Regions from separate parts of the Arabidopsis thaliana genome. Here region 1 is linked to region 2. A link is a contact called in public capture Hi-C data. All regions are on one chromosome and are shown on one strand. Each heading gives the region's core, a stretch centred on a gene start, on an enhancer-like site or on the middle of the called end of the contact. The rest is flanking DNA. Distances are from core to core; before and after follow the strand shown.

Region 1 (6,243 bases), core at 1,058-3,557, 500 kb before region 2:
TTAGAAATCTATAACTGCACGAGATGTGTAGAATTTAAAGAAGTTATCCCTCGAAAGAGGAGACTCAAAAAAGATGTACCATGATGCAGAACTTGATGAACTACCAAGATCCAATTCACGAGTAACCACGTCCAAAAGTTGTTCCACTAGAGAACTAGATTCACTAGAATCCCTTGTCAAATTTAACTGTAGCCTTCCATAAGAAACAAGTATCTCCTACAAGGCAGAACAAGAAGAAGAAGAAGAAAAAACTTAAGACCATGAAAAAGAATTATATTTAAAAAATTACATGTTTAACAAAGGGCTACCATAAAAAGAAAAAGAAAAAAATAAACCTTGAGGTTTTTATCATGGGTTGTTAACCAGCAACGGAACACAAATTGTTCAACCGCATTATGAATTTCCAATGACAAAGAGCCTAAATTAGGACCATCCTTCAGCAAGAACGTATTTACACATTCAATAAGCTTGCGTGAAAGCTTCCCCTCATCTCTGGAAGTATTATTAGTACACCAAATTTTAGTATTATTTGCAAAGGAGGGTACAGATCTGAGTGAGACTGACTAACAAATAAAATCAGACCTTACAGAAGAGAAGATGTGAATGAGGCCGTTCACAATTTCTTCTCGAAGGTCATCAGGAAAATCACCAGGGGAGTTCTCTAGAAGTGACTGAAGCGTAAGAATATAGCGAAAAGCTTCCTCCTTCTGGCTATGTTGACCACTGTTTTTCTCGCAAAACCCTGTCTCAGCCCTTTCCATGTATAGCAGCACCAAACCTTGCAGAAACATTATATTAAAATAATACACAGCACCAGCATACCACCATACGCTTCAGATTCATGACAAGACAAGACAATTAATGGATATAGAATTGAAGAGAACTCACTGGAATATGTACGCTTCCTCATTTGAAAACGGTACTCCTTAATTTCCAAAAGATGGCGGAGTATGGTACCATACTCTGACTGAAAGCTTGGTGTGTTGCTCAAGATATCATGTACATGAGTAAAAAGGGTTTTAGCCATAGATAGCAAAGGAAATTGTACACCTGAGAATTAAAACAGAGTGGTTACATAACCACGGGAAAAGCTGAACTTTTTTATCAGAGTAAATGCACCATCAAAGTGTAAGCAAAAAGATACATTTCTGTGAGATGAAAATCAAATTTATTCCAGTTCCATAAAACTTTTTTCCAACAATGTCCTCTTTTGAGGTGACGTTAACACATAGTAACTACAGGAAACATTCAAAATCAGATTACGAAGTTTCTGACCAAGAGACTTGATACTTCTGCCTCTTCGAGTGAAGCGTCTTTACAAGCACAAAGTGATTCCATGAAAAATTTAAAAGCATGTTACCATGTTTCTAGTTCACCAAAAAAATATTTCTCACCAGGAAATTTAGTTTCTTCTGTTCGCTGAACGACAACGCGAAGTGTCTTTGCAAAAGTTGGCTTGGGCATCCGTCGCTTACTACCTGACACCTCCATTGAGACACATTGAAGGAGAAGTTTAACCAAAAAGGGCCACGTTTCAGCTGCAAGGAGAAGTAACGTTCTAGATTAACTTTAAAGCGTGATGCACTGTATATTAGCATCAACTGAATAAATTATCACCACCTACCATTTGGAATCTCGTCCAACTTTAGCTTAGCAGTGTTTTGCGAAAGAAATCTACAAAAGGTAATTGACCTTTCCCCTTCGAGCCATGTATTCAATAACTTGACACCATCCTGGACATACAGAATATGTAAGAAATTCATCAACATGAGAAACATTAAAATGGAATTATATATAGATCAACATAAAAAACCTAGTAGCACATTACTCAGAGAAAGATACAAATTCTAGTCAATGCTTGGGGGCCCTGGTCAATTGGTCATAGCTTAATCAATAAGTATCTCAACATTTTTCAAACCAAACCCACTCGAAATTATCACAGAAACCGAGCCGTATTGCAGTATAAGGAAACAATAAAGCATCGTTGCGACTACGCACAACGAAATCAAGACAACACGCCACAAATATACACCAAAGTCGAAATTTCTCAGCCGTTTTCCCCATAAACCCCAAAAAACGATTAAAAGGGATAACTAAAAAGTTTACTTCGCGAGTCTTGGCTTTATCTGACGAGAGCTTGGAGACGATCTCATGGACATCCCTCGAAGCAACCATGGCGAAATCAAACTAGAGCATAATCCGAGAATCACGACAATGGTAGTGAGTGGGGGAGTTCAAAGTACCCCAAGTGTCACCCGATGAAATTGATTTTGAATTTCTGAGGAATGGGTTCAGGGTTTTTTTTAATTGACACTGACGGGACTGTGGTATGTCACCGTCTATATAGGCCCTTATATTGTTTTAACTTTCACAAATTTGCCCCAAACGAACCATTAGATTATGTTATGGACTCACCACAATTTGACCTAAATTACATATAAATCCCTACATTTTACCACTCAAACGATTTGCCCCAGTCGAACCGTTAAGTCTCCGGTTCTCGTGATTATACTCCAATCGAACCAAATTATGACTAAGGCCAATTTACAATTTCACTCATTTCCCCAAATCGAACCGTTATATTTTCCGGTTATGTGGTTGAAGAAGGAGCTAAACCGGTCAGACACGAAATGTCATTTTTTAGGTGAATCGGTTTCTTTCCTTCTCGTCTCCTCTACATTTTCCCATTTTTGTGGAAAAGAGCAAAGAGTTCAAACTTGTGAAAACTGAGACTCTTAAACAACGCCATCTTACATTGTTGAGTTGTGATCTTTTATATTGTTTAGAAGCTCAGTGGTAGAGAAATCAATACAGATGGACAACTCGAGCTAATGAATGAGTTTCGCTGTCTCTTTCGCCTCCAGAAGTGTGTGAAAGAAGCTAATAAAGGCACCTCCAAGAGAAATCTAGATTAAGGGACTGCGTCCGTGCGATTGAGGTTGCTTCTTGGTGTTGATTTCTACTTTGTAGTTCTATCTGAATACAATTGTAATTACTCTATCTTGGAGTATAGACACCAACATGGTTTTGATTTGATTAAGAAGTGAACAAGAAACAGAAGATCTCAAGCTTTTCAGTTTCTCTCAATATGGAACATATTCTAAAGAGAGATCAAGGGAAACACAAAGTAAACATTTATATGTACAAAGGAAATACTTCCGATCTTGCTGGAAATATTCAACTAGGCAAGAACTCCCATGAAGGGTGGAGATTATAAACTAGAGAGCTTCGAGATATCAAGGAAAAAGGTGAAGATGTTATTAGAATATTGCCGACATCTTCTATTATCTAATCTTATACTAGAACTACCGTCAAACTAAAGACTGAAAACAGAAGAACCCAATTCATAAGATGGGATACATAAGTTACAACATATGGTCCATTAGAAAGCCTGAGATGATCCGCATAGATGTATGTTAGGGATTGTTCAGGAAGAAGAAGAGCTCGGTATAGAACTAACCTTTTCCAGAAGCCCCGTGATCTCGCTTTTCAGTTTTGCCTTTGTCTCTCTTGATAAACTATCCCCGGATTTCTCCAGCATTGCTGTCATCATCAACAGATTCTGCCTCATTGCATCCATACTTGTTGGTATATTGTTCGGTTTCGGAACTGGACTAACATGTGAGATTACCGGCATTCGTGGGGCAATGTTCCTTTGAACGGTTATCAGTTTCTGCTGTAACCGGAAATTCACTAAGGTTTCACCAAATGGGTTAGCTTTCTCTAAGCTTTTAACTGCTTCTATCGCGTCTGCACTACTCACAAAGGCGACCTGTGCACCACTAAATTCTTCTGAAACGTGTGTTTCTGAAGAATCCAACGGGCCAAACGCAGAGAATGTCGAGGTTAGGTCGTCCCTTGAAGGCATTGACACTTGGGAGGAAAATTTCAAGAAGAGAATTGTGATTCCTCTGGTTAATCCATTAGGTGACTCCTCTTTCTTCCGACGTCTTCTGCGCTGAGTAGGCTCAACTTGAGGCAGAACCAAAGTTGGCTCTGTATTTGTTCCATTTAAGTCAGGTATCCCAGTAGTGGCACTGGCATGTGCAACTATTGGAAGCTCTTCTGCATTCTTCCTCTTCCTTCCTCTCTTTTTCTTCCCTGAATAAGTGAAAAGGTCTGCACTCGTGAAGTGTTTGTATGAAGTTGGCTGGCTAGAAACAAACTGAGTTCCTGAGACTCCCTGATGAGCTGTCACCTGAAAGTTAAGTATCGTAGATCTTGGTGTCTTCTCCTCTTGTGGGCAGACATTATGCTGAATTAAAGTCTCAGGTCTTTGCATATGGTCAAACTCTGCAGTACCCAAAGCATTGCCTCCGCTGTTCAGGTCCGGTACAAGTATAGCAGCAGGTCTGCTGAGTGTATCTGCCGTCATAGCTTTCCTGTCTGGAGCTTGTACCAACAGTTTGTCTTGAAAATCTTTCGCCAACTGCACCTTTGCAACAGAACTAGGAAAATTTGAGTGACCAATGATATGATTGATCTTTGTCTTCCCTGAATTATTTGACTTGGAGGCCTCGTGGTCAATATTTGGAGTTGAAACACCATTAAGAGATTCGATGTTGGACTTCTCTAATATCTGCAACTCAAAGGTCTTCTGCTCAGTATCAGCAACTGAAACACCATTAAGAGATTCGATGTTGGACTTCTTTGATATCTGCAACTCAAAGGTCTTCTGCTCAGTATCAGCAACTGAAACACCATTGAGAGGCTCCATCTTTGACTTCCCTATTTTCTTTGACTTTAAGGTTTTCTGAACAGTACCACGATTTGCATTTGTTGCTAACATCAAATCCTTGAAACCAGCCATGTTAGCCAACTGCATCTTGTAAGCATTTTCATCATGATACACAGAAATTCTGAATTTGGAGAAGAACCACTCAAAGAGCCCAATATTTTCAGTCTCTTCCGAACAATTGTAGCCCACAGCAAGCAGCTTGAGTTTAGATATCAAATCAGAAGGAGGCACATTTACTAGATCGTCTCTCGCAGATACATTATCAACCTCACTTACAAATTTCCTAAACCATTCTTTCCGAAACCTCTTCCTGCTATTACCTGCACAAATGGATGGAGAACCAATGAACTTACTGTCACTCATCTTCGCAGTGAAACTTTTCCTACCCTCATTTTCGTGTAGTTGGGCCATTGGTATCTGCTTATGCCCAAAGAGAGTATAAAAAGCTGATAACTGACTCTGCATAACTGTCGACTCGAGTACCCCAGCATTCAAAACACATTTCGCAATATTCTTCAGCTGAGTGACGAACTCTTTTGGTTCCAACCGATCTACTGAGAATTCACGCAGTATCAAAGGCTTGTTCTTCCGAGTTGTTATATTTTGGGCTGACACAATTCCATTCCCATCAGCAATGCAAGAACAAGTCATATCAAGTTTCAACGAGTTGCTCAACAAGGACATAGCTTTCTGTAACGCATCGAAAAACCCGTTATCGTTTCTTTGATTCAACACCTGCTCAAAGCTCTCCTTGAAAGGTTTCAACTTCGAAGAAGCGAACCACGAAACAAGATGGCTCTGACCAATAGACCTAACCATAAAACTCTCCTTTGCATCAGCTTTAAAATCAACCACTTCTCCTGGCCACCACTTCTTGTATTTAGTCATCACCCACACAAGATTACCAACAAGAAACTCCTGAGTTTCATCTTCTCTGTACCCATTTCCTTTAACCAGATTCTCATTGACACAACTAGCATTAGACTCAAAGAAATTGTTAGAACTAGTCCTAGCTCCACTAAAATCAACAACAAGTGATATATTTCCCCCAGAAACTTGAATCTTCCTCACTTTATCACCACCTTCTTCCATTAATACATCCTTGACCGGGAATTTCCCATCGCATTTCAAACCACTCATAGCTAAAACTCCAGAATCTAAAGCCACTACACTAGATTCCTGACTAAAGCCTTCTCTTAGGGTTTTCTTATCTGGGTTTTGTAATTTCATCACTGCACCCCAAAAAAAGCCAAAAAAGAAATCATCTTTCTGCATCAAGACTCCATATTACTCATATTTGATTACCAAATCATCAACAAAATCAAATCTTTTCAAGAAAAATCGAATCATTGATCAAAAAATAAAAAACAAATTTTTTTCCAAGGAAAAGAAATTAACAAACAACAAAATTTACCTGAGAGGAAAACAAAAGAAATTTCCGAATTATCTTTTGTTTCCTTGAGTCAAATAATCTTTTTTCCTCGCAATGTGAGTGATTTTCCTGT
Region 2 (6,057 bases), core at 3,259-5,758:
GCTAAGCGTGATGCTTGCTCACCTGAGATTGTTTTTGATCAGAAACTGTCAATATTACACATGTATGCATCTCTCAAGATGAACTAGGTTTCTTTTCGTGAAGTCTTATGCTACTCAAGCCTCCTTTCCGAGAGCGAAGCTTTCTTATTGAGCCAAGCCTGATGCAAATGCAATAAATCACTGTTCTCCTTTTATTTTCCGAACATAGCTTGAAGAAGTTTTAACTGGTTCTAACGCATTTGCTTCTCCAGGTGGTATTTGTTCCAAACTACAATGTCACTGTAGCGGAGATGCTAATACCCGGAAGTGAGCTATCTCAACACATCAGCACAGCAGGCATGGAGGCAAGTGGTACCAGCAATATGAAATTCGCTCTCAACGGTTGTCTTATTATAGGAACCCTTGATGGGGCTAATGTTGAGATAAGAGAGGAGGTTGGCGAAGAAAATTTCTTTCTTTTTGGTGCAACGGCCGATCAGGTCCCTCGACTGCGTAAAGAACGAGAAGACGGACTGGTATGTCACTCTCTCCTTTTCTCCCTTACATAAATTTTTGTCTCTGTGGAACAAATGCGAGCCACCATACCATGAAAGGCCTTATAATGAATCACCTATGCTTCTGGACTTTATCTGACATGAAACGTTTTTGTGCCTGTAAAAACTGATTAGTTCAAACCCGATCCTCGGTTCGAAGAGGCAAAGCAGTTTGTCAAAAGTGGAGTGTTTGGGAGCTACGATTATGGTCCACTCCTTGATTCTCTTGAGGGTAACACAGGTTTTGGACGTGGTGATTACTTCCTGGTTGGGTATGACTTCCCCAGCTACATGGACGCTCAGGCCAAAGTTGACGAAGCTTATAAGTAAGTCCATCTCTTAAACCCAACTTATCCATTCATAAGTTTCTTTTTTAGTTTATACAAAAACTGAACTGAAATGAATACTCAAGTTCTTTAATGTGAGTCATAATATGTTGTGACAGGGACCGGAAGGGGTGGCTGAAAATGTCGATATTGAGCACAGCCGGGTCAGGAAAGTTCAGCAGTGACCGTACAATAGCTCAGTATGCCAAAGAGATTTGGAACATTGAGGCTTGTCCTGTTCCCTAAGTCCTTATACCGTTCGCATAGACGCTACCTGCCTTTATAAAGGCATCTCCACATCCACGCAGCTCCAAAGTCGATATATATCATATAGATCTCATAAGAATATAACCAAAATAAAATAAATGATAAACCTTTTCGTATGTATATGTTTTTGATGTATGCAATATTTTGATTTTGTTCAAAGAAAACGTTATGTAAAATGCTATATGAATGAATGAATTTGGGTTAGTGATTTCTCTTTGTCCCGATCAAATTCACTCAGCTCATTCAAACTTTCTTTTTGTGTATTGTGATTTTCATTTTCTTATTACACAGTTTGATTAGGTGAATTTGTGTTACACATTTGAATATCCTACTATATTATTTGGGAAGTACATTTTAAATGTAACCTTAATTTTTGTAAGTAATTGCATAGGTATGCCATTAGAAATAAAAATTTAAAGAGTAAATTAATTTATCTCTTTGAGGATTAAAAAGTCAAATACTAATTTAATTAATTAAATTTAATTAAAAACGAAATACATTATTAATTTCCAAAAATAATAACCAATCAAAATCAACATATAAGATTTGATATCTAAATTTTTATTAATTTAATTTAATTAGATAAACGAAATACATTATTAATTCCCAAAAAAGTAACCAATTAAAATCAACAAATTAGATTTGATATCTAAATTATCATATTAATTTTTTATTAATTATTATAGTTCACTTCTCATCTTTATATGATTCCATTTTTGCCGAAAAATAATATCATCATTATAGAAAAATAATTAGAGTTTTTTCGCATATGCCATAATTTGAATTTTTAAAAACGAATATAAACTGTTCAATACATGAAAAAATATTATAACGGGTGAAAAATAGATTTAAGAAAACTTTCTACTGAGTAACATGTCATAATTTGAAATATTTATATTCAATTTCATACATATTATATTGAAAATTTATAATCTTATATACTACAATAATTAATAACATAGTAGATGTGATTTAATTTTTAATACAAGCTGGAAAATCCTAGAATTGACGGGTTTAGATCGATATTAATACAAGATGGTATACTACAGGTGAAACTCTTAAATTAATAATCAAACTACAAGTGTATAATCTTAAACACTAAATAATATAGATAATATCAACAAAACATATACAACTCACAGTTTACTATACATTTAAAATCAAATAAAATAATATCATATATTTTTAAATCATCTTTACAATAAAAGTTTTTAGTTTAACTAAAATATAAGCCTACCTGCGGTATACTGCAGGTTAATATTTAGATTACAGGGCTTATTGGATCTAAAGACAAGTCATCAAAGATTTCCTAAACTGAAGCAAAATATACTGAATATTCAAATATCTATCTGTTACCTAATTATAAACAAATAAGTTCGTAAAACAATTTAATATTTTATATACGAAATCAACTAAATCTTAATCACATAAAATTAGCACAAAAAAAAAGTATTCAACAATTAAAAAATTATCAAATCTCTATATAACTTTTGATACTATATTCGAATAAAGTGTAATATACCTTTTCAATTTGTATTCTTTAACTAATTTAAGCGAACTAATATATTTGCTAATCTTATACCTATCAAAACCGACTATCGTTTCTTATCTCTATAATATATTTGCAAGACTTTTTTGGTGGATTTGTATAAAAGTGCATATCGTCCTACTATATTATTTGGGAAGTACATTTTAAATGTAACCTTAATTTTTGTAATTAATTACATGATAATGCCATTAGAAAAATTTAATCAAAAACAAAATCTTTTAATGACATCATTAAGATTACCAAAATCATTTAACGACAATATTCATCTTTTAATTATAGGGCTTATTGGATTTAAAGACGGGTCATCAAAGATTTCCTAAACTGAAGCAAAATATACTGAATATTCAAATATCTATCTGTTACCAAATTATAAACAAATAAGTTCGTAAAACAATTTAATATTTTATATACAAAATCAATTAAATCTTAATCACATAAAAATTCGCACAAAAAAAATATGGTACATTCGGGTCTAAAGTAGTTTTGCAAGACTTTTTTGGTGGATTTGGGTAAAAGTGCATTCGGGTCATATGGTACATTCCCCTATTAAATAAATATGGTGCACTCCTATGTTATTAGCTAAAATGTTTAGATTATAATTCAAAGTCATATCATAAATAAAATTAATATTAATAAAATAAATGGCTTTTTGGCAAGACGGATTTGGAAGGACGGGTTTTTGAATCAACATTAATAAAAAGTAAAATATAATTAATCCACCGTTTCAATACGGGTTAAATCTTTAATTTATTATTTTTAATAACAATTAATATATATAAATACTTAATAATAATTATAAACTGTAAAAATAGAAATATTTTATAAAAATAAAATTTGCAAGTTTTAATATATATTACTTTTAAAAAATAAATCATCCCGCGGTATACCGCGGGTTAAAATCTAGTTTGCTTTTACTTGGGATTACAGAACTTTCTTTTTCTCTCTTTGTGAACTAAATGCATTATGCATTATGGAAGTCTTAATGACACTAACGATTAGGGCTGGGCATAATATCCGAATCCGAGCACCCAATCCGAATCCGAAATCTCAAAATACCCGAACAGGTTCGACCGGGTATCCAAACATATCCATAATTTAACTATATAATAATAATATATTATTAATATTTACATTTGTAATAATATAATTGTCAAAATATGCAATTTTTTGGATATTTAAATTATTTTTACGTATTTAATCTACTTTTGAGTAAATTTGAGTAAAACATTTTCAAAATATTTAGATATTTTGTGTATTTTCGAGTAGTTTGGATAGATTTGGTTATAAAAAAATTTGATTTTTGGAAATTCGGGTATTCCGAATCCAAATCCGAAATCTTACAATACCCGAACGAATTGTATATTTCTAAATCCGAAAACCTAAAAATTCGAAATACCTGATCCAAACCCGAACGGGTACAGGAAACCCCAGACCTAGATGACGCTAGTACAACACTACTAAGCTACAAAATATTTCTTAATTAAGGGATTATGAAGTTTATGTAGAGGTGACTCTAAAAGCCATACCAAAATTTTTAAAAGTTTAAACTAAAAGCCAAGTATAATAATTTATCTAAAAAATGATTGATGCTTAATTATCCAAACTGAAGAAAGTAGAATCAAATTTTATAAAGCCGACTCAAACAAAGTGAAATTCTATAACTTAAATATTTTATTCGAAGAGATATGAATCCCTATCATTTAATTATTATTTTTATATAGAAAAGATAATATTAATTAAAATAATTATTTGTTGGCAAGTGGGCCTAAATTTGAGCCCATAAAGTATAATAAGACAGAACACATTGCTGATTTGTAGTTTTAAAACGACAAGGCGTTGCGAATCCGCTGAACTCAACCGGAGGGAAATCTAATTGTTGTGTTCCTTCCTTTCACAGACCGATCGCTGATAAAGTCAGAATAGTTCGGAACAAGAGACGGCGAGAAAAGGGAATGCGAAGAAGATAACGGTATAGAGAAAAGGCACTATGAACAAAGTCGAAGCAGGCAATGAGCTCGGCTTCCGGGTCGGATTCTCCGGTCATGGTGGTCACCTCCGCGTCGAGCCTTTTTACACGGCCGAGAGAGACGACGCACTGAACTCACTTCCCGATTTTGTATCCGTGAGTTTTCTGATTTAGCAGCAAGAACTTGATTACGTCTTCAAAACTGTGTTCGCTTAGGCACTGATTTATGATGCAATTTGTTGCGTTTGAAATGTTAATAGCTGTGCGTTTCTGTATTGTAGTTACTAGGTCTTAGTGTGATTTTAGTATACTTGGTATTTCCCTCAACAATCGTAATGGAATTAGGAACGTATGGGGTTAATATTGGACTATCTGGTTACTTGATTAGGGAGGAGTTACTTTTAGAGTTGTTATCAGGTATTATGTGGTGAAGAAAGGAATCAAAGGTTGCTCGTTTTCTGAAATTTCATGTGGTGAGAGGTTTATATCAGTAGAAAATCTTGTTCAATGGTAGTTATCAGTGACATGAGACACTCCAGATTACTTTTACATATAAATGTATCCAGTGGTGGATGCTCTTACATGTTCAGATTTGTGCACTGATGTGTTTTGGTTATTAATAAAGTTTTATGGTTTTGCAAATGCTTATTTATGGTTGCGTATATGCGTGTTTCTCAGCCTCCTGCATTTGCCAAGGAAACAAAAGAATCAATAAAGAAACATATTGAGGAGAAGTATCTCATCCCGAGACTGGAACCGGATCAGTTTTCTGCTGAAAAAGCTGAGAATCAGTGGGATTTTGATTGGTTTTCCAGGGTGAAGATGCCCCTTCAACCCTCTTTGCCAAGGTCCGTTGTGGTTCCGACTTGGGAGTTGCCATTCAGGCGTCAAAAAGAGGATACTGAGAACGGAGCATGGGAGCCAAAATCAGTGGAGGTAACTCATTTCTTTCTTTTCAAATCGTGAATTATCTTAAATAAACTAGTTCATTTAGACAGTGATATTCTCCTAGAATCTGGAACATGTTTGGTAGAAAAATGACCTGCTATTAGCTTTCTGTTTCTGACTCTAGTTGGAGAAATGGATTGTCATATTATGTTAGGTGGATTTGTCAGAACAAATGTATGGGGATCAAGATTCTGGATTTTTTCCACGAATGGTAGGACCTCCGAAGGATTTTCTGAGAGGAAGTGTCAACAATCGCCCTTTCCGTCCAGGTGGCTTGGAGGATTCACAGTCTTCAGAGAGAGTCCTTCCAGAGGGTGTCTCTAGTGGCCAATGGGTACAGGAATTGCTCAATGGGGGTCCTGCTCAAACTGTTCCTCCTAGTTTTAAGCAGAGTTTAGATCTTGGAGATCTGATGGTATGCTATCCTATGATATCACTATCTAATTCTGTAATTTCATAAATTTATTT

Evidence for each region. Capture Hi-C pulls out chosen DNA fragments and counts their contacts.
Region 1: a contact with region 2 is called in a capture Hi-C map of seedling, with 2.5 times the contacts expected there. The contact joins the promoter of ATM here to the promoter of AT3G46960 in region 2.

What each region holds. Positions count from the first base shown.
Region 1 is chr3:17,797,353-17,803,595 of TAIR10.1, reverse strand. ATM (Serine/Threonine-kinase ATM-like protein) reads right to left here and starts at 2,307. Exons shown (of 78, transcript NM_001339356.1): 1 at 2,107-2,307; 2 at 1,625-1,733; 3 at 1,395-1,538; 4 at 889-1,050; 5 at 583-778; 6 at 336-492; 7 at 80-216. The coding sequence starts at 2,175. It overlaps AT3G48187 (Serine/Threonine-kinase ATM), which reads right to left and starts at 5,968. Exons shown (of 1, transcript NM_001339353.1): 1 at 3,428-5,968. The coding sequence starts at 5,968. The coding sequence ends at 3,428. It overlaps AT3G07875 (a long non-coding RNA gene), which reads left to right and starts at 3,223. Exons shown (of 1, transcript NR_141363.1): 1 at 3,223-4,615.
Region 2 is chr3:17,296,673-17,302,729 of TAIR10.1, reverse strand. AT3G46960 (RNA helicase, ATP-dependent, SK12/DOB1 protein) reads left to right here and starts at 4,508. Exons shown (of 23, transcript NM_114563.7): 1 at 4,508-4,797; 2 at 5,320-5,577; 3 at 5,744-6,004. The coding sequence starts at 4,663. PHS2 (alpha-glucan phosphorylase 2) reads left to right here. Exons shown (of 16, transcript NM_114564.3): 14 at 252-515; 15 at 669-859; 16 at 979-1,336. The coding sequence ends at 1,105.